Regions from separate parts of the Macaca mulatta genome. Here all the other regions are linked to region 4. Evidence: chromatin contacts called from public Hi-C data. All regions are on one chromosome and are shown on one strand. The core of a region is the stretch at or near the end of the contact, and the rest is flanking DNA. Distances in the headings are between cores, read along the strand shown.

Region 1 (6,521 bases), core at 543-3,042, 210 kb after region 4:
ATGGGCTAAGAATAAAATGAGGCAACGGATAGGAATGATACTGATGAATTCAGTGAGGTGACAGCTGCTGAGGCACTAGGACGTGGAAGAATTAAAATACAGCCCCCTAGGAGCACCGATGGACAGGGCGCAGGGGGGCGGGTACCTGATGCCCAAGGGTATATCTGTAAATAGCAAAGGGTGGTAATATATGGTTATGTGGATCACTTTAAAAAGCAACGACCAGATTAATGTTAAAGTAGATTCTTTAACAACACAGGAAGGTGTGAAAAATAATTTTAAAATCTTTATATCTAGAACAGTTAACAAAAAGCCTTTTGATACTCAAAGGGATAAATATCCATTATCAGAAAGTTTATTTTCCCTCATGATGACAGAAGCTTAATAAAGGGTTTCTATATTATGGACACTAGAGAATTGCTCACTTGTGATTTTAGTGTAATAGGTCCTTATTTTTTCATTGAGTTGATTTTTAAGCGTTTAAGATATTGCCTTGTACAACTCCAAGCTTCTCTGTAGTCAAGAGCCCAAGATAGATATTTTGTGGAAAACTTAACTTTAAATTCCATACCTTTGCTGAAATTGACGTTGTCACTTTTTGTGCTATGCCTTGGATTTGTATTCTTACTCTTCTTGAGGAAAGATAGAAGGCAGTTGAACTTTGTGACCAAGAGCATTTCATTGGCAGTCCCTGCATGATTGATAATTTGTAGATACAATCTCATTACATTTCTTTACATGTACTCATTTTCCTGAAGAGTATTATCTTGTGCTTTTAATAAAATAATGTGAAAAATAAAAGCTCTTATTTTTTCTGCTTTTTCCCAGCATGTGTGTGTGTGTGTATATATATATATATATATATAATTTTTTTGTTTTTAATTCTGAAAAGGATCACCTTGTCAGACATTCCCAAACTGAATCTCTTCTCTGCTTTATTTTGCCAAAGATATTGGTCCTGTTTTTCTCCAGACAACTCAACAAATATTTACTAAGTTCCTACAGTGTATCCAGCTGTGGGCAGTACACTGTAGTATAGGAGAGTGCTTCCTCTCGAAATGCCAACGATGAAATAATAGCGTCTTTCAATTTGCAAAGCACTTTTATATGCATGATTTCATATTATTCTACCCCTAGTCTTTTTCAATAGAAAGTACAGGTACTCATTTTGTAGATGAGAAAACTAAGGCTTAGTAACTTGCTCAAGATTCCACTGATGGAGATTTGTGGGTCCATTCTGTTTACTGACTCCAGTGTGTTCAGTGGTCTCCATATAACTCAGTTTGATTTTTCTCTCCTCTTTCTTTCTTCCATCCCCCACCCACCAAAAAATAAATAAATAAATAACTGCATTTGATTTTTAGTTTTCTGTTTTTCAGATCAAATAAATGAGGCCGTTTGAGGACTTTAAAATCCTGGCCCTAGAACCAGGCTAGATATTAAGCCTGCGCCTAAAGGAGCTTCGCTTAACCCCTTTTCCCATTATAAAAAGATGAAGGCACTATGATTGCCTCTTCTCCAGTAAGCATTTCCCTCTGAGTGAGTGTCTGAGGAGCATGACATATCTGTGGGCTTCAGGAAAATAAAAAGCATCTGACTGCTGAAATTATTGAGAGCAGAGAGGCTTTTGCAACTTTAATTCTTGTGGAGAGCTGCCCCTCTCCTTGCTGTCCTCAGGCAGAACATGGCTTTTGGGCCAGCTGCCAGGTGGCCACTCCCTGCTGGTCTGGGTTCTGCTTCCCTTGACTCACCGCAGGCCTGTGCTGGGGGTGCTTCCTGCTCACACTGACTCATCCTGCAGCTGAAACAAAAGGCCAGTGGCCCAGGCGGTGCTGTGTAGCTGTGGAGTACGTTGTGCAGCACTGCAAGGGTGCCTCCATTCAGGGGCATTCCAGCAGCCAGACCTCTGGGCACCAAGGCACTCGGTCTGCTGGGAGAGATCACAAACCTGGTTAGTCCAGGGATTGGTGACAGTGCCCAGAGTGCACAGAACACTTGGTAGCAGCTCAAGCTTAGACCTAGAATGTTGGAAGGCTACAGTCAAGAACAGAATAACCTCACATTCTCTAGGACAAATGTTCATGTGCTAATTTTTTTTTTTTTTTTTTTTTTTTTGTGGTCCAGGCTGGAGTGCAGTGGTGTGATCTTGGCTCACTGCAACCCCCTCCTCCCGGGTTCAAGTGATTCTCCTGCCTCAGCCTTCCAAGTAGCTGGGACTACAGGTGCTTACCACCATGCCCAGCTAAGTTTTGTATTTTTAGTGGAGACGTGGTTTCACCATGTTGGCCAGGCTTGTCTCGAACTCCTGGCCTCAAGTGATCTGCCCACCTCGGCCTCCCAAAGTGCTGGGATTACAGGCATGAGCCACTGCTCCTGGCCTGCTAATTTTTTTTTTTTTTTTTTTTTTTTAGCTTTCTATTATAAATCAAGTTTTCAACTGCAGAGAAGTGGTGTGCCTGGAAGTGTCATGCATTTTTTTTAACGCAAAATGTCCTTATTCATTTTTTGGATTCTTAAAATGGTGCTTCCTCATTATAAAATAAAATTTCAAACTAGAGACAATTTTAATGAAGTATATAAAAATCATGTGAAACACTATAAATCAGGCAAAACAATGTCAGTGTTTGGGTGAACATCCTTCCTCATTCTAAACATGTTCCCAGTATCAAAGAAATATAGAAATGCCTGTTTCCTTAGTACTATTGTACATGTTTCTTTCTCAGTGTTTCTGAAATTAGGCTTAACAGTCAACGTATACATTGAATGTGGGGTTCCTTCCCCACACTCCAAGAGAAACTGCTGTTAGTATTTAATGTCTTAAAATCATTTCTGTGAAAATACACTGTTTAATGTTGCACATAAATTGGATTATATATTTCTGTTTTACAATGAGCCATGTATATCTTTTTATTCTCATATAGTACGTCATTGTAATTTTTTTAACCATATTTATAAACATTTAGGTATTTCCAAGTGTCAGTATTATAAAGAATACTACAGTGAACAGCCTTACATAAGATGTGTGTATCTGTGTACTTATTTTTGTTTTATCTGGAAGTAATTGTTAAGTCAAAGGACATGTACATTTAAAAACAACTTTGAGAGGCAGGGTCTCACAGTGTTGCCCAGGCTGGAGTGCAGTGGCTATCACCGGTACAATTGTAGCACACTGCAGCCTCAAACTCTTGGACTCAAGCAATCCTGCCTCAGCATCCCGAGTAGCAGGCATGTGCCACCGCATCTGGCTTACATTTCACAATCCGATGCATGTTTCCAAACTTGCTCGTTAAGATTTAAATTTTAGAAATTTGTTACTAATTTATACTTCCACTATCAACATATGAGGGTATCAATATTTTTAATATTTGTCAATTTCATTGTTGATAAATTATTTATACTTGCTTTTTTTAGTGGTAACTAGTGAACTTAGCATAGTGACGTGTTTTTATTGGCCATTTATAGATCTTCCATGAATCACATATTCTTTTCTTTGCCACTTTTTCTCTTGTGATCTTGATCTTTTTCTTATTAGTTTATATGAGCTCTTTATTTATTTTTTATTTTTTGAAACAGGGTTTCATTCTGTTGCCCAGGCTGGAGTGCAGTGGCATGATCATGGCTCACTGCAGCCTTAAACTCCTGGGCTCAAGCAATTCTCCCCCCTCAGCCTCCCAAGTAGCTGGGACTACAGGCACATACCACCATGCCTGGCTAATTTTTAATTTTTTTTTTTTTGGTAGAGATGGAGTCTCGCTGTGTTGCCCAGGCCGGTCTCAAACTCCTGGGCTCAAGTGATCCTCCTGCCTTGGCTTCCCAAAGTGCTGGAATTATAGGCATGATCTACCATGTCCAGCCTATGAGCTCTTCCTATATTAAATCATTGACCCTATCATTTGGAATATTGCTATCCAGTATTAGTTTTTAGGTGGTCAGACTTATCAGACTTCTTTAATGAGTTCTGATTTTAAGAGTCTGCTTAAAGAAGCCTCTCCTCACCCACTATAAACCCGGGGTTAAAGGTATTCACCCATATCGTCTTCTCATCTTAAGTTTACCTCTTTTGTATTTAATGAAATGAAACCCATCTAGGATTTATTTTAGTATAGGAAGTACTCTTTTTGGCTTTTTCTTCAGCGTGGATTTAGGCCAGCAGTAAAAAATTTTGCCTTAGATTTCTTCAGGATTATGTGTGCTTTTACAACAGTCTAGTGGATTTTTTTTTTTTTTTAATTATGAGACCCACTGACCCCATGCTTAGCAACCTCTGTTCTGAGTTTGTCAGAAATTAAGCAAAGAGAAATGCCTGTTATTCCCTAGCAAACATCTCCAAATTCCTCTATAGTTGTAAATATAACTGCAATGGGAATTGTTTGATTTTTTGCAAAAATTAGATAAACCAGGAATAACATAAGCCAGACTAGTACTGTTTTTGTGGCCAGGATATAATTATTTTCTATTATGAAAATAAAACGGTACCCTTCTGTGATGTGCTTGGCTTTCCTTACATCCCCTGCAGTGGTGAGGACTGGGCAAAAGATCTTTCACAAAGAGAAACCCAGGCCAAATGACTTGGAACGCTTTGTCTTGGTAAGTCAGCACGCTAGCAAAGAGACTGTGACAGAAGGCTGCACCCTAAGTGCGTGTGCCTCTAACCACAAACCACACGATGCTCTCTTGTTTCAGGGTGGGAGAGAAAGGCTGATTTTGTATGTGAGCAGTCATTCAGTTTTTGCACTTAACTTCCCAAGGCCACCATTTTTAGTACAGAGGTGTAGACAAGCATCATGAGGGTACCCTTGAGGGTACTAATCATTAGTACCTTGAGGTAGGATAAGTGAAATGCTGACCATATCCCATTGGGCTTGTGTATTACATTGAGTTGTGCAGACAAGCAGTTTATACTCATATACAGTGAGAGGTTGTTTCAAAAGTGGAAGGAGAGTTTGATAAGGGATTTGCTTCTCCAGGCTATTGAAAGAGGTCATCTTTCAGTATGGCTGAATGCAATGACAGTATGCTAAATCACCAGCCTTGCCCAAATCTCTCTTCTACCCTTTTACTTTTCTCTTGCAGTGGATGACAGCACTGGAGTTATAAACTGCATCTGCTGGAAAAAGTTGAATACTGAGTCTGTGTCAGGTAATTTTATTTGCCACATTCCTTTACTTTTCACCTAACTAATGGATTTTACTCAACGTAGTTCATCAAAACAGCTACAGGACTAAATTTTCACATTTATCTGCTGGTGAGTTACACTGATCTACCTGAAGCACTATACCCAGAGCTTTGGCTGCTCTGAAAACTGATGCCATAGGAAAGCCACTTGCTTTTCTTTCTCCCATCTCTTTGGTGCTCACTTCTTCCTAAGCCTACAGGAATGTGAGTAGGTTACCCCTGTTCATTTCAGCAGTTCATTTTTACCATGCCCGTTATTACATAAGTCAAGGCGTCTTAGCCTAATTGCTAGCCAAGTCTGATTCCCCTTGTCCCAGCCATATCACTTGACCAAAGAACATTTTGATGACTGTTTCTCTCACATGGTTGCCACTAACTTCTGTGCTGCCATGGTCCAGATTTCTTGAAATCTCTGTGTTCAAACAAATAATACCAGGAATTCTAAGATTGAGAAGGTAAGATAGGCTTCCTTTGGAAGTTATTCAGTAAGTAACATAAATTAAAAGAACTTTAAAATTGTATAGTGAACACATTGACTATAACTGAAACATTTGGTGTTGCTTGAATATATTTTCATAATTTTTAGATACTTTTTTTTTTTTTTTTTTTTTTTAAAGACAGGTTCTCACTATGTTGCCAGGGCTGGTCTCAAACTCCTGGACACAAGTGATCCTCCTGCCACAGCCTCCCAAAGTGCTAGGATTACAGGCTTGAGCCACCACACCTGGCCCAATTTTTAGATACTTTTTAAAGTTAAGTTCATAATATGAAAGAATATCATGCAATATTGGTGATGGTTTTTGGTTCTAGAGAAGCTACGAAAACTGGAAGCTTGTTTTTTCTGTGTTTTACAACATATACAGTATAGTGCCATACACAGTGGGGTTATTCAGTAAACACTGTCTGCTCTAATATCTAGCATCTAGTATCTATCTACTTGCATTAGATATGATAAGAATATCTAATGCTTGGGGTCATTTCTTCTTTTTTGCCGTAATGTGTCAGAATCTCAGCTTTGTACTTTGACTGTACTGATCAATGGAATGCTCATTTGCTTAATTTTCTGATGTATTTACATTTAGAATTTGGCCGTCAGTTTCATGTAACTTTGGAATTCTAATCCCTAATTTGGGAACATCTAAATCAATGGCATTGCTTTGGTGAGGAAGGTTTGTAGGTAGATTTAAGGGAGACCACATGTTTTTAGGCAGATATCTGATAGGCAAGAAATAAACCTGTGAGACAATCAGGTATCTGGATTTTTATGTATGTCTGAGGTGTTTTTCTTAATCTGTTTTGTGCTGCTGTTACAGAATACCTGAGACTGGGTGATTTTATAAAGGAAG
Region 2 (6,804 bases), core at 1,838-4,337, 150 kb before region 4:
TAGTAAATATTTTTGTTTTGAAATATTTCATATGAATGAATGAATGTATCAGTGGAAATGCTTTAAAACTGTCAATAAGATACTCCATTTATGGCTAAGAGGTATCTTAGTTATAAATCATACGAGGCAACTAATTGAATTGTGTCCACTACCCACTATATGAGAACCAACATAAAATTCAATTTATTTTGCTAATTTGAGTAAAGAGTTTCTTGGTTTTTACAAAGATATTAAAGAATCCTTAAAATCCACCCACAAGACCAGGTGTGATAGCTCGATCTGTAATCCCAGAACTTTGGGAGGCTGAAGTGGGCGGATTGCTTAAACCCAGGAGTTCAAGACCAGCCTGGGCAACATGGTGAAACCCTATCTTTACAAAAAATATAAAAACTAGCCAAGTGTGGTGGCACTCACCTGTAATCCCAGCTACTCAGGATGCTGAGGTGAGAAGATTGCTTGAGCCCTGAAGGCAGAGGTTGCAGTGAGCCATGATTGCACCACTGCATTCTAGCCTGGGTGACAGGGTGAGACGCTGTCTCGAAAAAAAAAAAAAAACCAACAATCCACTCACAAAAAAAGCTTTCAGATTAAATCTCCATGCACTGATTTTTAAAAAACATGTTGTCTGAGTAAATCGTACAAAGTAAACCAAAAAGGAAGAAAACAGGTGAAGTCCAGGCTATAGTCAGATTGTATTTAGGTCTATCTTGTATGTTGCCTGAGACAGTAGAGGAACTAAGAGAAAAGAGCCAAGTCCATATGATCATCAAGGCTGAATAAATATTCAATAGAACAAATTACTAAAAAAAAAAAAATAGACACCAATACCTTTTGTTTTCTATTTTTCCATCCACAGCTGTAGCTAGAACAGCGTTTCATTTAAGGATTTAAATACATAATCCCCCATGGAAACAAAGGAACATCCAATTTGAACATGAGCACAGGTGTGTGTATAATTTAAAAGGTTCATGTGCTGACAGAATACTGGACGCTTAGGTACCAGCCATTGCAAAAAAAAAATTAAAAAAAATTACTTGGCTGCTTGCCAAAGAATTATCAACATTTTTGAACTATGAAACAAACAAAAACTTTTGTTACTATGAAAACAAAAGGCAGATCCTGGGCTTTTGTTCTTAAAAAAAAAAAAAAGTATCTCAGAACACACATGCATTTTGGTAACCTGGCATCGTGAGCCAACAAGTCTATACACCTGCCACAGCAAGTTGGAAGATGCAACTTTTAGAGAAAACCATGCTTTGTTAAGTCATATCATGTGGTTAGAATCTAGTACTTTCCCAGTAAAAGCCTCCTAGAGGCTCCAGCTTAAAACTGGTCTATTAATGTAGTAGACCTTTGTTGTTTGCACTGCCTGGAAGCTGTTAACCACCCTCTTCCTCCCTTCTACCCACACTATTATGGGAAGATACTTCCAATGTTCCTTTGGAAAACTGCCCCAGTAAATAAGGTAGGGTTGTTTCAGACTAAAGGTCCAGGGTGAAGCACATAACCCAGGACTTTGTGCCTCTGAATCCAGCTGTGTCATGCTCCTGGACTTTTCAATTAAATGAGTACCAAAAAAGGTCTTTTTCAATTTCGATTAAATTAGATTTCTCTTAGTACAATAAAAGAGTTCTATTACAGCAAATATGACAGTGTTTTTGATAAACATTACTAAATAGTAAGTATTCTGTGTTCAGAATCATAATCTCATCCAAATGAGAGGCATTTCTTAGTGAAGTAATGACAAATCCCCTTCAAATGTATTTTTTAAATGCATTTTACCTTTCTTTTAGGGAAAATAATTGCCTACTAAAGATTCTCCCCTTAGAAAACTAAAATTAGTTCACAGACACTAAACACACAGAAAATTTCTTAAGAATGGGGGTTTTGTTTTAAACTTCCACAGAGCCTTCCACACCACAGGTATCTAATAAATGTCTAATCAACAGACATTCAAAGGTCATGGGAAAGGAAGTGGTTCCAATGGATACTTGGTGTCAGAGAAAAGTGAAGTGACTGTTGCATATGTCCTGTGGATAGCCCGTAAGTCAAAAACTACGCTAGTTTCAAAACAGGCTCTGCAGAAGGATGAGCTAGACAGACACTTCCCTCTGTTTGACTCAACCAACAGCCCAATCCACAGGAATATGTGCAGTAAACTCAGCACTACTCTAGGAGGGTCAGGGTCTAAACTCTGCTGTACTGGGGTAAATTACTATTCCAGGAGGGAACAATACATTCAGAATAACAACTAACAGTTGAGCTGGAATAAGAATGGGGAATCACAGTAGGGCGAAAGCAAAAGGACTCTGGACCAGGAATTTGCGACCTACCAAAGCTGAAAGAGCTGCTGCCGGTTATTACCCGGGCAAATCACTAACATCACTGGAGCCTCGGCTTTTCTAATCCATTAAATGGTTGGTTAATCTAAATGAGGTGTCCCAGACCTGGAGTCTTGTCCTAGACCGTTGGAATCTGTGGTCTATTTTTCCTAGGGGAAGGGTCTATACCTTGCTGTCTCCCAAAGGGCGGAGAATAATGTGCAGTAAAGGACGCTGGCGGGAGGCGGGTAGAAAGGGGCTGAGACCCCACCCCACGCCGCCGCCTGCAGCAAGCTCCCGGACAGCTCGGGGAGCGTGCCCCGCCTGGGTGCCCACCTGATTCCCTTGGCCTTCAGGACCAGAAGCGTCCTCTCAGCAAACGGGCAGAACCTCATGCTGTAGACGCGGATCGAGCCCTCCGGGACCGGCCCCGGGGGCGCGCTTCCTGCCGGGGAGAAGCGAAGGCGATTACGGCCCAGAGAGGTGTCGAGACCCCCCCGTATCCCACTGCCCCCGCGTTCCACTGCAGCTCCGACCCGTTCCCCGCCGGTGGGGCGCTCCCGGGAGGCTGGGCTCCCGAAGCAGCCTCGAACATGCCGCCAGGGGTCGCCGAGATCACCCCTCTTCGCGGCGGGCAGGCCTCACCCTTCCCCAGGCTCCTGGCAGACTCCCGGGACATCGTGGCGCAGCGCAGGCCGAGCTCCTCTGGCGTTTGCAGGCGATTCAGGAAGTAGGTCGCCCGTCCTTCCCGCCCTCCTTCCCTCCCCGCTTCCTCCCTGGCTCAAAAGTGCCTGCCCCGGGCGGCCGCCAGCTCCACCCGGTGTGCCTTCCAGGCTTTATGGGATAGCTCTTAAAATAGCTTAAGGGGCTGTGTCAAAGCATCTCGCTGGCCAAGAGATGCACCCACAGGGAGATGCACAAAAGTTCTGAATGCTCAGAGTCATCCCTCCGCCCCCGAACGAAGGGGCCTCCACTCCGCCCTCCATGGGGCCCCACGTCTGACGCTGGCCCTGACCTCCCTCCTGTGGCACTGACCTCGAAGCGCCACCCGCTCCGTACCAAGGCTTCACGGCTTCGGAGCCTGTGGCCCGAACTCATGGCTCACTCACCGGTCCAGAGCATTCTCTCCAAAGGCTCCTGTTAGCTTGTGAAGGGAAAATAAAAATCTCCGGACCCCAAAATTACTATGCCAAAGGGAAGAGTCAAGCTTGGAAACTGAGTCAGGCAACACTGCCTCCCATTTTGTTCCTAAATAGATAGCTACAAAGATCAAAAGCCACACACCTCCCCAAGGGGCTTGTTTACAAGGAAATTCCTTGTGGGCCCCCAAGATCTTTACTCTAAAACAGATCAGTTGAATCTCATCCTGGCAATGTAAACTAACGGCTTATCTTCCCAAGTACGGGACAAAGACAGGTCTAGGAGTCATCCTTCCTCTCGCTGGAGAAAAATGCATATTTGACTGCTTTCTCTACCCTATATTTAATCTTGTAAAAATGCAGATTCACCAAGCACTGGCATAACTGACTACTCCTCTACGACCTCCTTTCGCGAATGTAACATGTGCTTTCAGTGAATGCTGATCAAAGGCCCCAAAGAATGCAACTACTTGCCCCTTTGAACTACCTTCCCTTTTTTCTTTCTTTCCACTTTCCCCTACTGCCTGCTCTTTCCCCTTTAAATATTGAAGTCCTCAAGCCCTCTTTGGAAAGAGCACAGATCACAGATGTTCCCGTGATTTTGTGTTACTTTTTCTCAGATGTGTCCTCAACCTTGGCAAAATAAACCTCTAAAAGGATTGAGACTCACCTTGGTCGTTTCCTTTGATTTACAAGCTCATGTATGCCTTGCTGCAGGGTTGCCCAGCCACCTGGACAGGCTTTTCCTTTTTCTGTCAGTACTAGCTTAACGTGACTACTGGGAGGGCCTCTGTCCCTACTGTCACCTATAGGATACATCCTTTTCATTTTAACCCACAGGAGACAGCACAAGCCTGGATATCATCAACCTCAGAATAATGGTGCTGCTTTCAAAACTCTCCCACTTACTAAACATTTGTGTTTGAAGCCCTGGTAATGTAACTGAGTACTCCCATTTTTCTAAGAGATAGAGGATGAGTTATGTTTTACATTATTTGTTTCTCCCATCTTTTCTCTTTTCTCCTTTCTCCCTGTTCACCACTTCCTACTTAGCTCTTTAGAAATGCGATTATCATCTTTGACCTTCCCTTCACTGACACTCCGTACAGGGCAAGCTTATCTAACTGGGTGTTTACTTAAAAGCTCCAGAGCAGGACTCTCACCCACCAGGAGACTGCCTCCAGAGATAACAGTCAATTTACATCCAAAAGTCCACTTTACAAATGACTTCTGCCTATAATGGCACCACCCAGTAGATAAAGCACCACAGTGAGTCGTGCAAACTCCCACCCACTCGCTCCCTCCCCAGCGTGCAATTCATACCAACTCCCCCCTTTAAAAGCCCCTGCTTTCTGCCCCAGAAGCGAAGTGGTACCCTTAAGGCAGGAAGCCTGTTGTTATTCCCGTAAGCCAGCTTTGGAATGAAAAATCACTTTCTTTATACCAGACTTTGCTTTTCTTATTAGTAATTGGACTCTGAAAGAGGCAAGCAACTGAACCTGCATTTCAGTTAAATAAGGGCACAGGCTCAGAATCAAGCAGGTGGGATGAATGAATTTAGTCTTGGGTCTGGGAATAAAGGTCTGGCCAGAGAGTCCTCTCAAACAGCTCTTTTAACTTAGGGGTCAGGAAAGAGGGGTTCCAGGGCCATCATACAGGTGAGGAAAAAGACTATTCAGTGATTTCCCTGTTTGCCTAGATTCGAAAGCTGGTAACTCCTGTGCCATTTATTGGGGTGGGATGAGGGTAGGTGTTTATCTTTATTTTGATTAGCCCTATTACGGGAGGAGCAGAGAATGAGGTGAACAGCACCAAGTCTTGGAGCAGCCCGCCTGTTTTGATCCTGGCTCCACCCCTGTATTCAGTGGCTAGGACTAGGGTAACAAAGTACTGCAGAGTGGCTTAAACAACAGAAGTGTGTTGCCTCACAGCTCTAGAGGCTCCAAGTCCAAGACAAAGGTGTCAGCAGGGTTGCTGCCTTCTGAGGAGGGAGTCTGTGAGGGAGTCTGTTCCGTGCCTCTCTCCCAGCTTCTGGTGGTTTGAGGGAATCTTTGATGTCCCTTGGAGTGCAGAAGCACCGCCCACCCCATCCGTGCCTTCATCTTCATTCACACTCCATTGTGATCTCATTTTAATTTAGTTACATCTGTTTCCAAATAAGGTCACATACTGGGGTACTGGGGATTAGGACATCAATGTATGAAACTGGGGGGAGCACAATTCAACCCGTAACAACCACTTATTAACTGTGAACATGGGCAAGTCACTAACCTCAGTGTGTTTCAGTTCCCTCACCTGTAAAATAAGGTGGAAAACATGTTATGCCTCCTGTATAGATGTTACGGGAAAGGGGTCCTGATCCAGACCCGAGAGAGGGTTCTTGGATCTCACATAAGAAAGAATTCAGAGCGAGTCCACCATGCAAAATAAAAACATTTATTAAGAAAATAAAGTGGTGAAAACAGCTACTCCATAGGGGGTTCCCGAAAGTAAGAGAATGAAGGTGCCCACCCCAGGTACAACGCCTGTATACATAGGATGAAAAAAAGATCATGGGGAGATGTGCTCTGCTACTGTTATGCCCAGACCGTTTATTCCCCGAAGAAGACCACCAGAGTCCAGAGTCAAAGCTAAGCAGCAAGGATCTTTATTACAGGTTCGAACCTGGAGCTCTCACTTGCTCGTGAAACGAGACGGGCAGGAGAGCTCCCCTACTGAGCTCCGAACAATGTTATATAGTCTAAGGAAAGTAGGCATAGAATCATTATACAAATTAGAGGTATGATTGGCTGGAGTTTGAACAAAGCGATTTGGCAAACTATGATTGGTTCCCGCCATTTCTGATATTTCAGTACAACCCTTGAGGCGGAAGAGCAGTTTTACACAAAGGCAGTTAATTATATTGCATCAGGTTGCACGACCAGTTTATGGCTATCTTGCTCAAACACACCTTGTGACCTGGCTATCTTACTTAAACATTCCTTGTGACCTGGCCTCAGAAAGAGAAACATGTACTTACAGAACTTACGAAACCTCTGGTACGTGCAAAGATTAGAGAGCAGAACAAGGGTGTAGCGGGTGGGGGGCGGGTACACATCTATCTTTGTGTCCTTTCATTTCTCCCTTCTCATAAGTAACTGGATGTCCAATCTTGGATTTCCAGAGTCTTATAATATAGCCTCACTTTCTGGGTGCAGGAGAGGCTGGTGATGGCTACGGAGGACCATTAGTTGGATGGTATCAAACCTTTCTCTGACAAATTGTAAAATTTTATTTACCACACAGGGGCCTATAGTGAATAGAAGTAGTAAAGACATTAGGGGGCCTAAAAGGGGTGCCAGAAG
Region 3 (6,842 bases), core at 2,345-4,844, 160 kb after region 4:
CTACTATGTACAATGTTAAGGTTCCACAGCTTTTTCCCCCAAATATAAGGAAGTTTATAAATCCTCAATTTCTACGGAATCTTGAAAAACAAAAACTTTTAGAAAAAAGAGGCCATAAGAAGTCAGATAAGTTTTAATTTCAAATTTTATTTTTTTAAAAACTCACACCCTACTCCTTAGAAGCAGACAGCAGTGAAATGAAAAAAGAAAAAATAGTGCCAGCCCACGCTCTTCAAATATCATGCTAAAATACAGTCATCAAGACCACAGAAATTCTTCTTGACACGATTTTATAGTGCTCAAATAACTACATGAAATAAGACTCTTGTTTTTCAGAAAATTTTCAATTAATGTCTCAGTATAGGAAGATAGATCACATTTTGCAGAAAGTGTCGTGAAAGAATAACACAGGGCTTTAGTATCTCCACACAATCTGCCCATGCCATTAGAAACCAACAAAATGGTTTATTATCTTCTTGGTTCCTTTTCCTATCTCACCTGATATTTTGCATCTATGAGCTCTAAATGTAATTTCTACCATTTACTGAGCCCTTTCAATGTGCCTTATATTTATTATCTTCTTTAATCCTCACACTGAGGATATCTTACGGATGAGCAAAGTTAGGTATAGGACAAATAAGAAACTTGTTCAAGGTCATATGCTGCTATTGCGTGAGAGAGCTGTTATATTCCAACTTCAGAGCCAGTGCTCTTACTACTAAACTGTTTATATTCGATAAAACATATTTACACCATGAAAACTGCCCATAATCACCTACCACCTTCTAACTACAAGATTCTAGGTGCCTTGAGGATTTATTTTTGCCTTTCCAGGCTAAGTACATACTCACAGAACTTTAATGGGTGAAAGAATCTCAACTCTTAAGAAAGTCAGTATTATGGCTAAGAAAACGGAGGCCCAGAGAAGTTATGTGTTTTGTCCAGGATTACAAAGCCGGTTTCTGACAGCCAGCACTAAAACACAACGCTAGATTCCTAGGAGTGATCTTCCCACTACACTGAAGCCTTGCATCTTATGTAGCTCTTGCTGAAACCCATACTCTACCCTCCACACAAATAACAAAGCTTATTTTGCCAACTTCCACAGCATATGATAGCTTCCACGATAGCATTCATATGTAGATAAAACACATTCTTTCATTTCAACAAGTAAACAGATACATCACTATATGCTAAGGCAGTGGATGAACCCAAATACATATCAAAATTTTGGCCCTTAATTTTATTATAGAAACATAAACATATTAACTGTAATAAGTGACGAGTGCTATAATAGCCATGTGAACAATGTGTTCTGAAAGCACACAGAGAGGAGTAGATACTTCAGCCTGGATAAAGAATGAGGACTGGGGTTTTGACATGATGCATTTGAGGCAGGGCAAAGGCAGAAGTATAATGGTGCTTAGAAAGTAGCCGGCAGCCGGGGATGGTGGCTTCCCGCCTGTAATCCTACCACTTTGGGAGGCCGAGGCGGGCGGATCACCTAAGGTCAGGAGTTCGAGACCAGCCTGACCAACATAGAGAAACTCTATTTGTACTAAAAATAAAAAATTAGCCGGGCGTGGTGGCACATGCCTGTAAGCCCAGCTACTCCGGAGGCTGAGGCAGGAGAATCGCTTGAACCCGGGAAGGGGAGGTTGCAGTGAGCTGAGATCGCGCTATTGCACTCCAGCCTGGGCAAAGAGCGAAAAAAAAAAAAAGGAGTGGGCAAAATGCTCTCATTTCTTCCAGTGACTGTTAAAATAAAAAACAATACTAAATATGGGCTCAGAAGACCTGAGTTCAAGTCTAGGCTGAGACTCATGTGGCTGTGAACAATTTCAATATCTTCATCTGTGAAATGTGGATACTAATACTGACCTGCCTACCTCACAAGATTTTTATGGGGGCCAAATTATTTGAAAGTACTTAACTTCAAAGCCCTGTATAAACGTAAGTTATTTTCTTACGTTTTCACTTCTAGGCAACCCTGTGGGTCCTTCCCCTAAACGCTGTCTCATAAAAAATTCGCCCTTCAGGATGAAAATACTCCAATGACATCATTCATATGTCTAGGAGATATATTATTACTAGGAGACCATATTACTAGGAGATAGTAAACAGTTAACATTAGTGCCTTCAGGTTGAAACGCCAAGCTTCTTCCTATTGAAATAAATATATGCGTGTGTGTTTTTAATTTCTTAAGCGCTGATACTTCTAGTCAATGCTTACTATAAATATATTTAAAACTAGTACCACATGAAGGTCTTCTTTTGGAAATTTTGTCAGAAATTCCATTCCATTTTATAGTATGCTGTAGAGCAACCAACTCAAGAAGAGACCGCAAGTAGCAATCACTTTGATCCCAACTAGTTCTGTATTAGCTCTAGATACAACCAGAAAAATACCCTGGACCCTAAAAAGGGAACTGTTACACTACAAGCATGCACGCGAATGCAGGCAGTAGACAAATCCACTGCAAAGTGCAATGAGTTTCTCATTCTAAAATACCTGAAGGGCACAACCAGACCCCTCCTATAAATTAAGGAACACTCTCATTTCCTTTGAAGTTCCACAGAGTAGACTTTATAACCCTGTCTCCCTTTCCAATCGCTCTTTAAACTCCATCCAGGCCCCATTTTGTTCCGTAAACCCGACTTCTTACCTACTCCTTGGATGACCAGCCAAGTAAAGTTGCATCGAACCATAACAGTCAAAAGAAGGAGCAAGAGACAGGAAAGGGACTAGGGGAGCAGAAGTCCTCCCGCCACTCCAGGGCAGTGGCTGTTTTATCTTCGCAGTACAACTTCCCGTTTTCTCCTTCTTACCTTGTACACCTTCCCAAAGGCTCCGTCGCCCAATTCTCCTATAATCTCCCAAAAGTCTTCGGGATTCAGGTCCCTCTTCACGTGTTCGTACTGCTTCTTCTTCTTCTCGCTCCCCAACTTGAAGATCTTACGGAAATTGAAGAAGGACATTTTTCCTCCCAACACAGAGTTCCTTGCACTTAAGGACTAAAAACAATAAAAGGCAAAGTTTCTCCTCCCTGCTCTCCCGCGCGAGCCCGGCTGGCGGCGGCGGGCGCGGCGTCCCTCGGCCCCCGCAGCTCCGGCCGGGCGGTCCCGGGAGAAGGCGGGGCGGCGACCCGGGCTCCGGCCCGCGGTGGGGGTGCTGCGCGAGCGGCCCCTCCGCCAAGCCCGGCCCGCGAGCGGCGCGGTGGGCACCTCGCCTCCGGCCCACCCTCCGGGAGCGGCACCTGCCCGCAAGCTCGCTCCCACTCGGCCTGGTCCGACGGGTCCGAGCGGTCAGGACGCCCGTGGCGGCGGCGGCGGCTTAGGCCCGTGTCACGGCGAGTCTCCAGGGGCGGCGGCTACTCCGGGAAAGAGAAGCGGCCGGCGGCCTCGGAGGCGGGCAGTCGAGGAGCCGAGCCCTCCCGCCTCGGGCTGCGAGCCTAGGGTCTCCTCCGCCGCCGTCCGCTCCCGCGGCGCAAGGCCCGCGCGTCCCCTCGGGTCTAGGGCGCCGCCGCCGCCTCCGCCGCCTGGCTCCCTCCCTAGCCCACACAGCCTCGGCCTGGAGCGCGCGCCGACGCCGACTCCGTAGCGCGCCCGCGCGCTTTCCCGGCTGCGCGCCCGCCCGGTCACGCGCCCTGCTCACCGCGCGCTCGCGTTGGGGCGTCCCCTCTGGCCCCGCGCACGCGCGCTGGGTCCCGCAGACTGGCTGTCCCCGAGGGTTCGCGTGAGCGGAGCACCGGGTTTGGGGTGCGGGGGCCTCGTGTGATGGACGCATTTGCTCTTTGGTCCCTGACGATTGTTTCTCATTTGCCCTCCAAGGCCCAAATCCTGTCAGTCCACGACCTTGGTGGAGCGGCCCCCGTGGGCAGGACCCTGTTGATTGTGCTAGCGGATGTTGCCTCCATTCTGGATCTGGGAAAAACTGTGGAGTGAAAGGCCGACCTATTAGGGTTGGGACCCGAAAGCGGACTTTTCCGCTCTCAGATGGGCCCCAGGTACAATGAGAGGGGAGTTTGTGTGGTGGTTGTGAACTTGAGCTTTGGAGAGAGAGAACTGTGACCTTGGGCAGGTAACCTCTCCGAGTCTCAGTTTCCTCGCTGTAAAATGAAGATCCTAATAGTCCCTACCAGAAGATTGTGAATGAGGCAATGGATGGAAGCCTTTTGCGCGGCCCCTGCACCCGCAAACGCTCAATCTTAGTTCTTACTCTTGTTGTTTTAAGTGTGCAGGCAAGATAGACACAGATACCTAAAAATTGTTTAACATAACTTTTTTTTTTCCTTTTTTTCTTTTTCTTTCTTTTTGAGACGGAGTCTCGCTCTGTTGCCCAGCCTGGAGTGCAGTGGGGCTAACTCGGCTCACTGCAAACTCCGCCTCCGGGCTTCACACCGTTCTCCTGTCTCAGCCTCCGGAGTGGCTGGGACTACAGGCGCCCGCCACCACGCCCGGCTAGTTTTTTTCTATTTTTAGTAGAGACGGGGTTTCACTGTGTTAGCCAGGATGGTCTCGATCTCCTGACCTCATGATCCACCCGCCTTGGCCTCCCAAAGTGCTGGGATTACAGGCATGACCACTGCGCCCGGCCCCCACTTCTCAAGTGATGACTGCGACACTCCCTTGAGGGTAAAACTAACTTATGGCCACCTCCACAACTGTAAACCTGGTGTCACTCTTGGTGACTCCACCTCAACTAAGGCCCCCACTTCCTGATCTGCCTCCAGCTCCCTTGGACAGCACTCTCTGGTGAGGCAGTGTGGGCGTTGGCTGGAATCCGTCAGGTGGTGACCTACCTTCTCCTCCAAGGCAACTCTTTCAACCCAGATGTTTGTTGTTCATCACAATATACAAGTACCCAGCAACATTCCTGGCATATAATAGGAAGGCAGATCTGGTGAATGAATGAATGAATGAATGGCGATATCTGGAGCAGAGACAATGTATATATATTGCTGTTTATGTAATGTCCGCCCCCCCAGTCATTTTGCCCTCCAGCCCCAAGATGGCATAGCAAAACCCCCCTTCCAGTAAGACGCTTAAGATGATTCAATTCCTTGAGATCCTTCTGTTTTGTAAAGTGTTATTGCAATATATTAATATACAATAAATTGTACATATTTAAAGTGTGCATTTGTTTTTTTTTTTTTTTTTGCTAGTACTTTTTTGCTTTTATTTTTTTAAATTATACTTTAAGTTCTGGGATGCATGTGCAGAACGTGCAGGTTTGTTACATAGGTATACACGTGCCATGGTGGTTTGCTGCAACTGTGCACTTTTATATGTTTTGACAAATGTATAGACCTGTGAAAACAACACTATAATTATTTTTAATTATTATGATTTATGGAGAAAATGAAATGCTTAAAAAATAAAATTAAAAGTACTATAATTCTACTATCCAGACATGACCGTTGGTAAGAACTTACATTTCAAAACAGGATTTTTTTGTCTGTGCATTAACTTTTTTCAACATGGTTGAGGTTTGCTACATAAAAAGGTTTGCATCCTGCACTTCGCATATTTCAATACAATTAATAATTGTTCTCTTCCATTATAAGATATTTAGATTATAATTTCTCTGTTTTTAATAAAATATGGATAAATATCTTTGTACACAAATCTTTTCCCACATACTTGATTATTTCCTTAGGATAAATTACCAGAAGTAGATTTTGGTCAATGGGTATATGTCTGTTTCCTTATTTTGTTCTTTTCAAAATAGAAAAGACTTTATGATTTTGTCAATTAAAAGATAGTATATTCTTGGCTGGGTGGAGTGGCTCACACCTGTAATCCCAGGCTGAGGTGGGAGGATTGCTTGAGCCCAGGAGTTTGAGACCAGACTGGCCAACATGGCAAGATCACATCTCTACCAAAAATTAAAAACAAAAAAATTAGCTGGGCATGGTGGCACTTACCTGTGGTCTCAGCTACTGGGGAGGGTGAGGCAGGAGGATCACTTGGGCCCAAGAGGATGAGGCTGCAGTGAGCCATGTTTGTGCCACTGCACCCCAGCCTGGGCAACAAAGCGAGAACTCGTCTCAAAGAAAAAATAAAATAAAAATAAAAGATAGTATATTTTTGTTGTAAATAATTCAAATAATACAGACATTAAAAACTAGGAAACTGTCTATAATTCTGTCCTCCTTCCTTCCCCGCTACTCATAGTTACCATCGACCTAACCACTGTTAAAAGTTAAGCCTGTGATGATGGATATGTTTATGTATAGACAGTAGTGGTATACAGTTATCACCCAACTCATCTAGTTATATACATTAAATATGAACAGCATATTGTATGTCAATAATAATTCAATAAGTGGTTTTTAAAAAGTCACTAGCAAAGCAAAGATAAAGTTCTAACACCATTAAGAAATAGAAATAGGCTGGGCAGGGGGGCTCACACCTGTAATCCCAGCACTTTGAGAGGCTAAGGTGGGTGGATCACCTGAGGCCAGGAGTTTGAGATGAGCATGGCCAATATGGCAAAACCCAGTCTCTACCAAAAACACAAAAATTAGCCGGGCGTGGTGGTGTGTGCCTGTAATCCCAGCTACTCAGGAGGCTGAGGCAGGAGAATCACTTGAACCTGGGAGGTGGAGGTTGCAGTGACCTGAGATCATGCCACTGCACTTCACCTGGGCAACAGAGCTAGACCCTGTCTCAAAAAAAAAAAAAAAAAAAGAGAGAAAGAAAGAAATAGAAATATTCTCATAAATTTTTTCATATATTATGAAAAAAAGAAATGGAAATGAGCCTCTTGTAAAAGCTTCTCCTTTTAATAAAATAATACACATGGCCAAATAAAAAAAGTTAAGCCTATGAGCATGAGA
Region 4 (6,961 bases), core at 3,531-6,030:
GGAGGTGGGTTTATAAACAAAATAAACAATCTAAATTTAATCTATTTCACAGATGAAGCTAGAAAAGCAAACAAATGTAAAGAACCTTATATACCATGATACCTTGATGTGGGCGGGAGATAAGGAAATGTAGTTTTATAACAAATAGATGGTTTAGCCAGGCGCAGTGGCTCACGCCTGTAATCCCAGTACTTCGGGAGGCCGAGGCGGGTGGATCACCCGTGGTCAGGAGTTCAAGACCAGCCTAACCAACACGGGGAAACCCCGTCTCTACTAAAAATACAAAATTAGCCAGGGTGGTGGCACATGCCTGTAATCCCAGCTACTCGGGAGGCTGAGGCATGAGAATCGCTTGAACCCCAGAGGTGGAGGTTGCAGTGAGCTGAGATTGTGCCATTGCACTGTAGCCTGGGTAACAGGAGCAAAACTCTGTCTCAAAAAAAAAAAAAGAACAAATAGATGGTTATTTCACTAAATCATGAGTATGAGAAACAAATTTGAAGAGACAGGGAAGAATATAGTTTTGGACATATGAGTTTAATTACCTGCTAAATTATCAGATGGAAATATGTGGTAAATGGATGGAAACAAGGTGCATAAACTTAGGAGGCAGAAATTTTTAAACTTTAGGTTTAGACATTTACCAGAGTGGACAATGTTTAACATTTAAAATAAAACTTTTTGCCACAAAAAACAAATGTATTAAAACTAGTTTCCAGAACTGCCCAAATGACATTTTAAACATGATTTAAATGTCAAGTTTTCTTTGGCAAGTCTATCCAAAATACTAATTTTCCTTTTAGAAGTTAGTTTATAATTTATATATTAGAGTGCCCTTAATTGATGTTCATCGGGATACATTCCTCTGAGCCCTAATGGTTTTGGGAAGCCTAGGCGGGTGGATCACCTGAGGCCAGAGTTCGAGACCAGCCTGGCCAACATGGTGAAACCCAGTCTCTACTAAAAATGCAAAAATTAGCCCGGCGTGGTAGCAGGTGCCTGTAATCTCAGCTACTCTGGAGGCTGAGGCAGGAGAACTGCTAGAACCTGGGACGTGGAGGTTGCAGTGAGTTGAGATCACGCCATCGCACTCCAGCCTGGGTGACAAGAGCGAGACTCAGTCTCCAAAAAAAAAAAAAAAGTGTCTAAATATCTTTTAATTAAGTTGTCATTCTCAAAGATATTCTGGAGCAAAAATCAGGAATTAAACATCTATAAATTCTTCTTCACTTCTGTTATAGTGCAGCAATTTATCATCTAACCCATAGTGGTCTATCAATTGAGTAAGGCTCAGTTTCTTGTTCTCTTCAGACACAGCTGACTGCAACTCATAAAGCAACAGCTGGCTACAACTTCTCCACTTCTTTATTAACAACTGTAACTGAGACAGATCATTCTGAAACAGAAAAAAAAAAAAACCATGTATGTATGTCAATAACTAGTCATGCTAGTTCAACTTAATTAAAGTTGTTAAATTAGTGGATGTGCAGGTTTAAAGGCTAACATACACTGGGATGAATGGGACTTCTATCTAGGAAAAAGTAGGATGGTCATATGTAGAATGGTTACAATGTCATTCAACTTGAGTTCAATGGCTATTTTGTTGGCTCACGCTCTGGACCATCCTTATGATAAGGGAAAAATCAAATCATTAAATTGGGCCAAAACTATGTCAAGAAGCAGTAATACAGGGAAAAATCTACTCTATTACAACTGTACCTTTTTAAAAATGACACTATACTGTACTTTGCACTAAATTTTGCTATGAACCTAAAACTGCTCTTTAAAATTACAAAATTCTAGTTAAAAATATTTTTTTAGGCTAGGCATGGTGGCTCACACCTGTGATCCCAGTACTTTGGAAGGCCAAGGTGGGAAGACTGCTTGAGCCTAGGAGTTCAAGACTAGACTGTGCAAAATAACAAGACTATCTCTACAAAAAAATAATTTAAAAAAATTAGCCAGGTGTGATGGCACATGCCTGTAGTCCCAGTTACTAGGGAGGCTGAGGTGGGAGGATCACTTGAGCCCAGGAGTTCAAGGCTGCAATAAGTTAGGACTGTACCACTGTACTCCAGGCTGGGTAACAGAGACCATGTCTCTAAAAAGAGAATGAATAAATAAAATACACTTTTTACTCCTAAATTTTAAAATACATTCAATACTCCTAAATTTTATTTTTAAAAAACCCTAAAATTTCACGAGAACAAATGAGATATGCTATCTCATCATTTATTCCACATAGTTGGGGGAAAATGAGCTATTGCATATATATGAATTTTCCAGGTAATAAAGGTTATCTCCTTCCATGTACTCAAGTTCTATTTAATTCAACCTATATGAGTTGAAATCTAAAATCTAATATATATTTGTTTTTTTCTCAAATAATATGGCTGAATCACATTAATTATTTGGGGGAGACACAAGATCATAAATAAAATACCTTTTATTGTACTCTACAGCCCATTTTTAGTTTTACTAATTGACTGTCAGCTTTCACTTCTGTTCCCGTCGTACTTGCATCTAACATTTAATACTTCTAATATTGCTGTGGGCTAGAAACTAGAAAGAAAAGTTTAACTGCATATTAAATAAGAGCTGAGATTCTTAAAAAGTTTTACCTGGTGTTTAAGGGCCTTTTCTACTCTAAATCTGGAGTTGAATTAAAGTTGTTGGAAGCCAGGTTTCTGAATATTTGGCTTATTGCTTATTATGATAAAAAAACAAACACACACCTTATTTTCTATTTTTGAAATTACTTTCCTGCAATTTATGTAAAAATAAAAATGATACAATGGTCCCGAAATTCTTCTCACCTTTGATCTATACATTTTGACTAGTTTTAGCCTCCGAAGAAGGTCTTCTTTCTCCTGAACCTGCTTCACCAATTTGGCTTTTTCATCGTTTAATCTTTGTTTAGGAAGATTCTCATTCATGAACTCATTTTGGAGAGCACTGCATGATCCAGAATGAAGTGACTGAGATTCACAGACACTGAGATTCTTCAAAGTATTTTTCAAATTTGTATTTTCTTCAAATTCACTATCTATGTGTTTAAAACTTTCTTGAAATTCCAAACAGTTTTCCTCTGTGGAAGATGCTGGTTTGTCTGAAAAGGTCTGATCATTTTCTTCACTCTCTACTTTAAGACGTTTCACCACATTGTAACAGGAATTAAATGAAGATCTTGTTTTCCTTAATCTTTCTCTAAGTGTTGCACTCATAGGCTATAAAGAGCATAAAACATTAAAAATGTGAATCAAGAAAAACATTCTTGATGTCAATAAATCACCAGAAATAAAGGCCTTACATTTCTGTGCTAGACACCACTAGATGGCTTTCTGTCTCCACATCTAAAGAAGGCATCACAAAATGTCTTTAATTTCTGGAAGCTCCATTTGTTCTATTTCCTTTTTACTTCAGCAAGATCAACACCTTTCTAAAAGTGTTGAAAGGTTTATCCCAGTAATCAAGGAACATTTGTTCAGTAACAAGCACATGCCTGACGGTACTCCAGGTGCTTCAGAATTACAGAGTAAGGAAAAGACCTAGACCCTGCCACTAAAGACCTTCACAATATTGCACAGATTCTAACTTTCTCCATTAATCTGAAACTAACTGAAATGAATTGATTCAAGAGGAAAATATGGAAAGGGGCTGGTGGGTGTCATATATGTGACCTTAGAAGAAAAACATAAAATTGTTTAATAAAATGTCTACTTATTTATGCTACACATTATGTTAATTAACAACCTTCAGTAGAATTTAAACCACCACTGCCACAATACTTAGAAACACACAATGGATCCACTGGAAGGACAAAGATTTTCATACTTGTTTTCGTGAACTATTTGTATAGGGAGATGATGGATTCGCAGAGGCCTGAGGAGTGCTAGGTAAAACCACAGCTGAGTCTGACGAACTTTCCATCTTGAAAGTGAAATCTTGGTTTTTCTCTAAAAAAGAAAAATTATTAAATGAGAATCAAATTAGCCACACCTCTCCATAGTCGATTTTTATCAAAGAATATATTTTATTGGTGTACAAAGCATCCACAAGTAAGCCAGATATTTCTTCTAATTTCACTTTGTAATTCATTATTGCTCTTTTTGCAGTTTTCCATTTACCTTCCCACAAAGGGACCACTAAGATTTTCATGACACATCAACCAGCTAGTATCTCATAGTCACAACTCTCCTTGTTTTCTTTTCATCCACCAAAATATATTCAAATTCTGCCTTGGAAGAAGGGAATAACAGCTTTAATCAGGAATTCTTTATGATGACAGCTTCATAATTCAAGAAGATATAGCCGAAACTTTGACTCAAAAACAATAGGACCTGAATGTCACCCATCCTGAACTCTACAAGCTGTGACTAGAACCCGTTACCCTGCCGGCCCGAGGCATAAGAAACACAGCGGAGATGCATTTACGCCCTTTTAGTTTAAGCAGCGAATAGGCACTGAAAAGGAGAGTGGACTGAAATTGCTTTCTCCGACAAAGGCATCAACTTTTGAGAGGCAAACCAGGGGCGGGAGTAGTCCCCTCCTTCCCCCCATTGCAGAAAGCCCACTAGATCCCCGAAGACCCCATGGATGAGGTGAGGTTGAGTTCCCCAGACCCGGAAAAGGAGCTCAACTCGACTCCACAGCACACTCCCGGGGAAGCCCAGGTCTCAGGTAACCCCCTTCCCCTCAGCTGAGTACCTCCCTCCGCCATTCCCAGCGAGAGCAAAAAGCGCGCGCAGCTGCGGCCGTAAATCGATCCTGTGGCAGGGGCGGGGCCGTGCGGCTGGCGTAGAAGACGCGCAATTGGCCAGACTGACTAACGCGCGAGACGCCGCTTCACTCAGCGACTCAGAGCGGCGGGACTGCGCGCGCGCCTCCGCCAGCCGGCGGTTGGGGCGGGGCTTGGCCACACGATAGGCGGCCTAAACGCGTGATTGGCAGAATTAACCGGTGCGCGCGGCTCTCCCTGCCCAGCGCCCGAGGGCAGCGGGAGTGCGCGCGCGCGGCTGTGATCCGCAGCAGGTCTTCGGGGCGGGGGAAGCTGAGCTTTGGAACGACCAACCGATCCTGAGGGGGGCGCGCTTCCGTTGGCGGCTTCTCTTGTCTTATTTTCAACCGCCTTCCCTTCAGGCTTCCTTGTTTTTGTGCGTCTGTGAAGTGCGCCTGAAAGTGCCTCCCCCTGCCTCCGCCAGCCCGCCGCCTCCATTCTCTGGCTCCAGTCAGTCTCCTCTCCCCGCTCGTCACAGAAAAGGCTTTCCTCAGATGTGGCGCGGCCAGAAGCCGCACGGCTGGCTGCATGTTAGATTTACAGCTTGTGGACTCCCCAGAGGCAGAGACCACAAGAACAGCGTTGGGTTCCAGCCTGTTGAGAATGAAACATGTTAGAAATCTATCCGAGAGTCCTGGCACTTTAGCTGAGCTCATCGCTAGCTTTTTTGGCTGCCGCAAACTCGGCGGTCCCGTCGCTAGGTTTTTTTTTTTTTTTTTTTTGTAAACAACCGTTTCTGTACCTCAGTATTCAGGCTTCTTAGCGTGACCTCAAATCTTTTACTCAAATCTGAGGGAAAATGTAGCCCAAGGAAGTTTGTTGTGGCGCAACACAGGAAACAGAACAATCATTACATGAGATTGTGTCGGTGCAAAATTCAGATGTTTGAGACCGATAGGGCCTTTGCCGGCCACCGGGCAGCAGCATCCCCAGTCGAGAAAATCCACCCCCCCGACCCCCCGCCACGCTTCCAGTGTGGCGAGGTTCTGTTGCTACGCGACGACAAAGTTAGCTACACTGGGTGGAGCACTGGGTTTAGGGAAAGAGTTGTGTAACTTCTGAGTCGCGTGGAAGTTGGGAATTTCCAGGGGCTAGTGTTTTCAGTCCTCTTATTGAATGGCCGTTTTAAACATTGATATCGTCTCTTTACTATTAATAACATCTGACAGTAATGGCTTAGAAGTGGCCAGAAGGGAGTTACCTGAGCCTTAAGCAGTCAGGTATAATAATTACAGAACCTGAGGACTACTTAAGGGAATGATTAGGGGCACAGACGTTAGAGTCAAATTGTCTAGGTTCAAATCCTGGCACCCTACTTTATGTTGTGCCTCAGTTTCTTCATCTCTTAATATGGGATTGGAGAATTAAATGAGAACTGGTAAGAGGCAGCTAGAACAGAGCTAGGTATCTAGGAAGCAGTAGTTATTTTATATATTCAAGTGTATTCACCATTCCCTAACTGATTTAAAGGAATGTATCACCTTCACTTACCTTTCACCCCTTGATTTAGCTCCCATTCCCCGAAAAAGCACATATATTTTTAAAAGATGCTGTTATCTGTAAGATCCCACACAATGTAAACTATAAATGGCAGAAAATGCAGAGCTTCACATATGATTAGTAATACATATTTCACTCCTAAAAATTTTTTAAATTACATAAGTTAACCCCAAGGAATTTACAAAGTGGAAGACAGAACTCATGATTTTGTGATAAAGGTGTTACTCATCTCACCAAGCTGCAGGTCTCAGTCTGTACATTTATTTCTCCCTTTACTCATTCATTGGCATCAGTTAATCTCAAAGAAAAAGCATAATGATTTGTCCTGACAGTAGAAGCACAATGCAGACTCTGCATATTCTTTATACCTCCTGGCATAAGGGGGAGATGTTTTTATGACTGGCTAAAATCAGCTGCTCCCAAATCCTTTTACCTTTACAACCTAAGCTTAGAGCTGTGTTTTTCCTGGCTGCAGAAAGGAAAACAACATCTTGCCTTGCAAATGTTCTGACTTGCTTATTATGTGAACTGGTATCTTAAAATGGAATTATCTGGCCAGATTTTCAAAGAACTTCAGAACAAATACTCAGAAAAACCTGTATTTCAGAAATGTGCATTTGTTGACCTACCTCTCTGGCTTTCATGCATTGTTAGAACTGAATTATCTCCCTATACATAAGTTTG

Evidence for each region. A called contact is a pair of places that touch in the nucleus more often than the background predicts.
Region 1: a contact with region 4 is called in a Hi-C map of CD4 T cells, with 4 times the contacts expected there. The contact joins the enhancer-like site here to the promoter of SFR1 in region 4. A contact is called at or near these places in 3 of 14 Hi-C or Micro-C datasets (CD4 T cells, blood and fetal cortex germinal zone).
Region 2: a Hi-C map of liver shows a contact between it and region 4, with 2.6 times the contacts expected there. The contact joins the promoter of GSTO1 here to the promoter of SFR1 in region 4. A contact is called at or near these places in 2 of 14 Hi-C or Micro-C datasets (fetal cortex germinal zone and liver).
Region 3: a contact with region 4 is called in a Hi-C map of fetal cortex germinal zone, with 4 times the contacts expected there. The contact joins the promoter of SLK here to the promoter of SFR1 in region 4. A contact is called at or near these places in 5 of 14 Hi-C or Micro-C datasets (blood, cortical neurons, fetal cortex germinal zone and 2 more).

What each region holds. Positions count from the first base shown.
Region 1 is chr9:116,063,657-116,070,177 of T2T-MMU8v2.0, reverse strand. STN1 (STN1 subunit of CST complex) reads left to right here. Exons shown (of 10, transcript NM_001266590.1): 4 at 5,074-5,139. Among named protein-coding and RNA genes, the nearest start is that of STN1, 11 kb to the left of the region's middle. Within about 2 kb of position 1,792, at least 24 of the 40 cell types and tissues checked have an H3K27ac peak or open chromatin away from gene starts, as enhancers often do. A contact at or near this core is called in CD4 T cells and blood, where this site is marked.
Region 2 is chr9:116,424,525-116,431,328 of T2T-MMU8v2.0, reverse strand. GSTO1 (glutathione S-transferase omega 1) reads right to left here and starts at 3,087. Exons shown (of 6, transcript NM_001260555.2): 1 at 2,967-3,087; 2 at 2,658-2,766. The coding sequence starts at 3,000.
Region 3 is chr9:116,122,470-116,129,311 of T2T-MMU8v2.0, reverse strand. It overlaps SLK (STE20 like kinase), which reads right to left and starts at 3,594. Exons shown (of 18, transcript XM_001114185.5): 1 at 2,830-3,594. The coding sequence starts at 2,979.
Region 4 is chr9:116,279,918-116,286,878 of T2T-MMU8v2.0, reverse strand. SFR1 (SWI5 dependent homologous recombination repair protein 1) reads right to left here and starts at 4,780. Exons shown (of 4, transcript XM_077947471.1): 1 at 4,623-4,780; 2 at 3,835-3,956; 3 at 2,817-3,227; 4 at 519-1,396. The coding sequence starts at 3,930. The coding sequence ends at 1,205.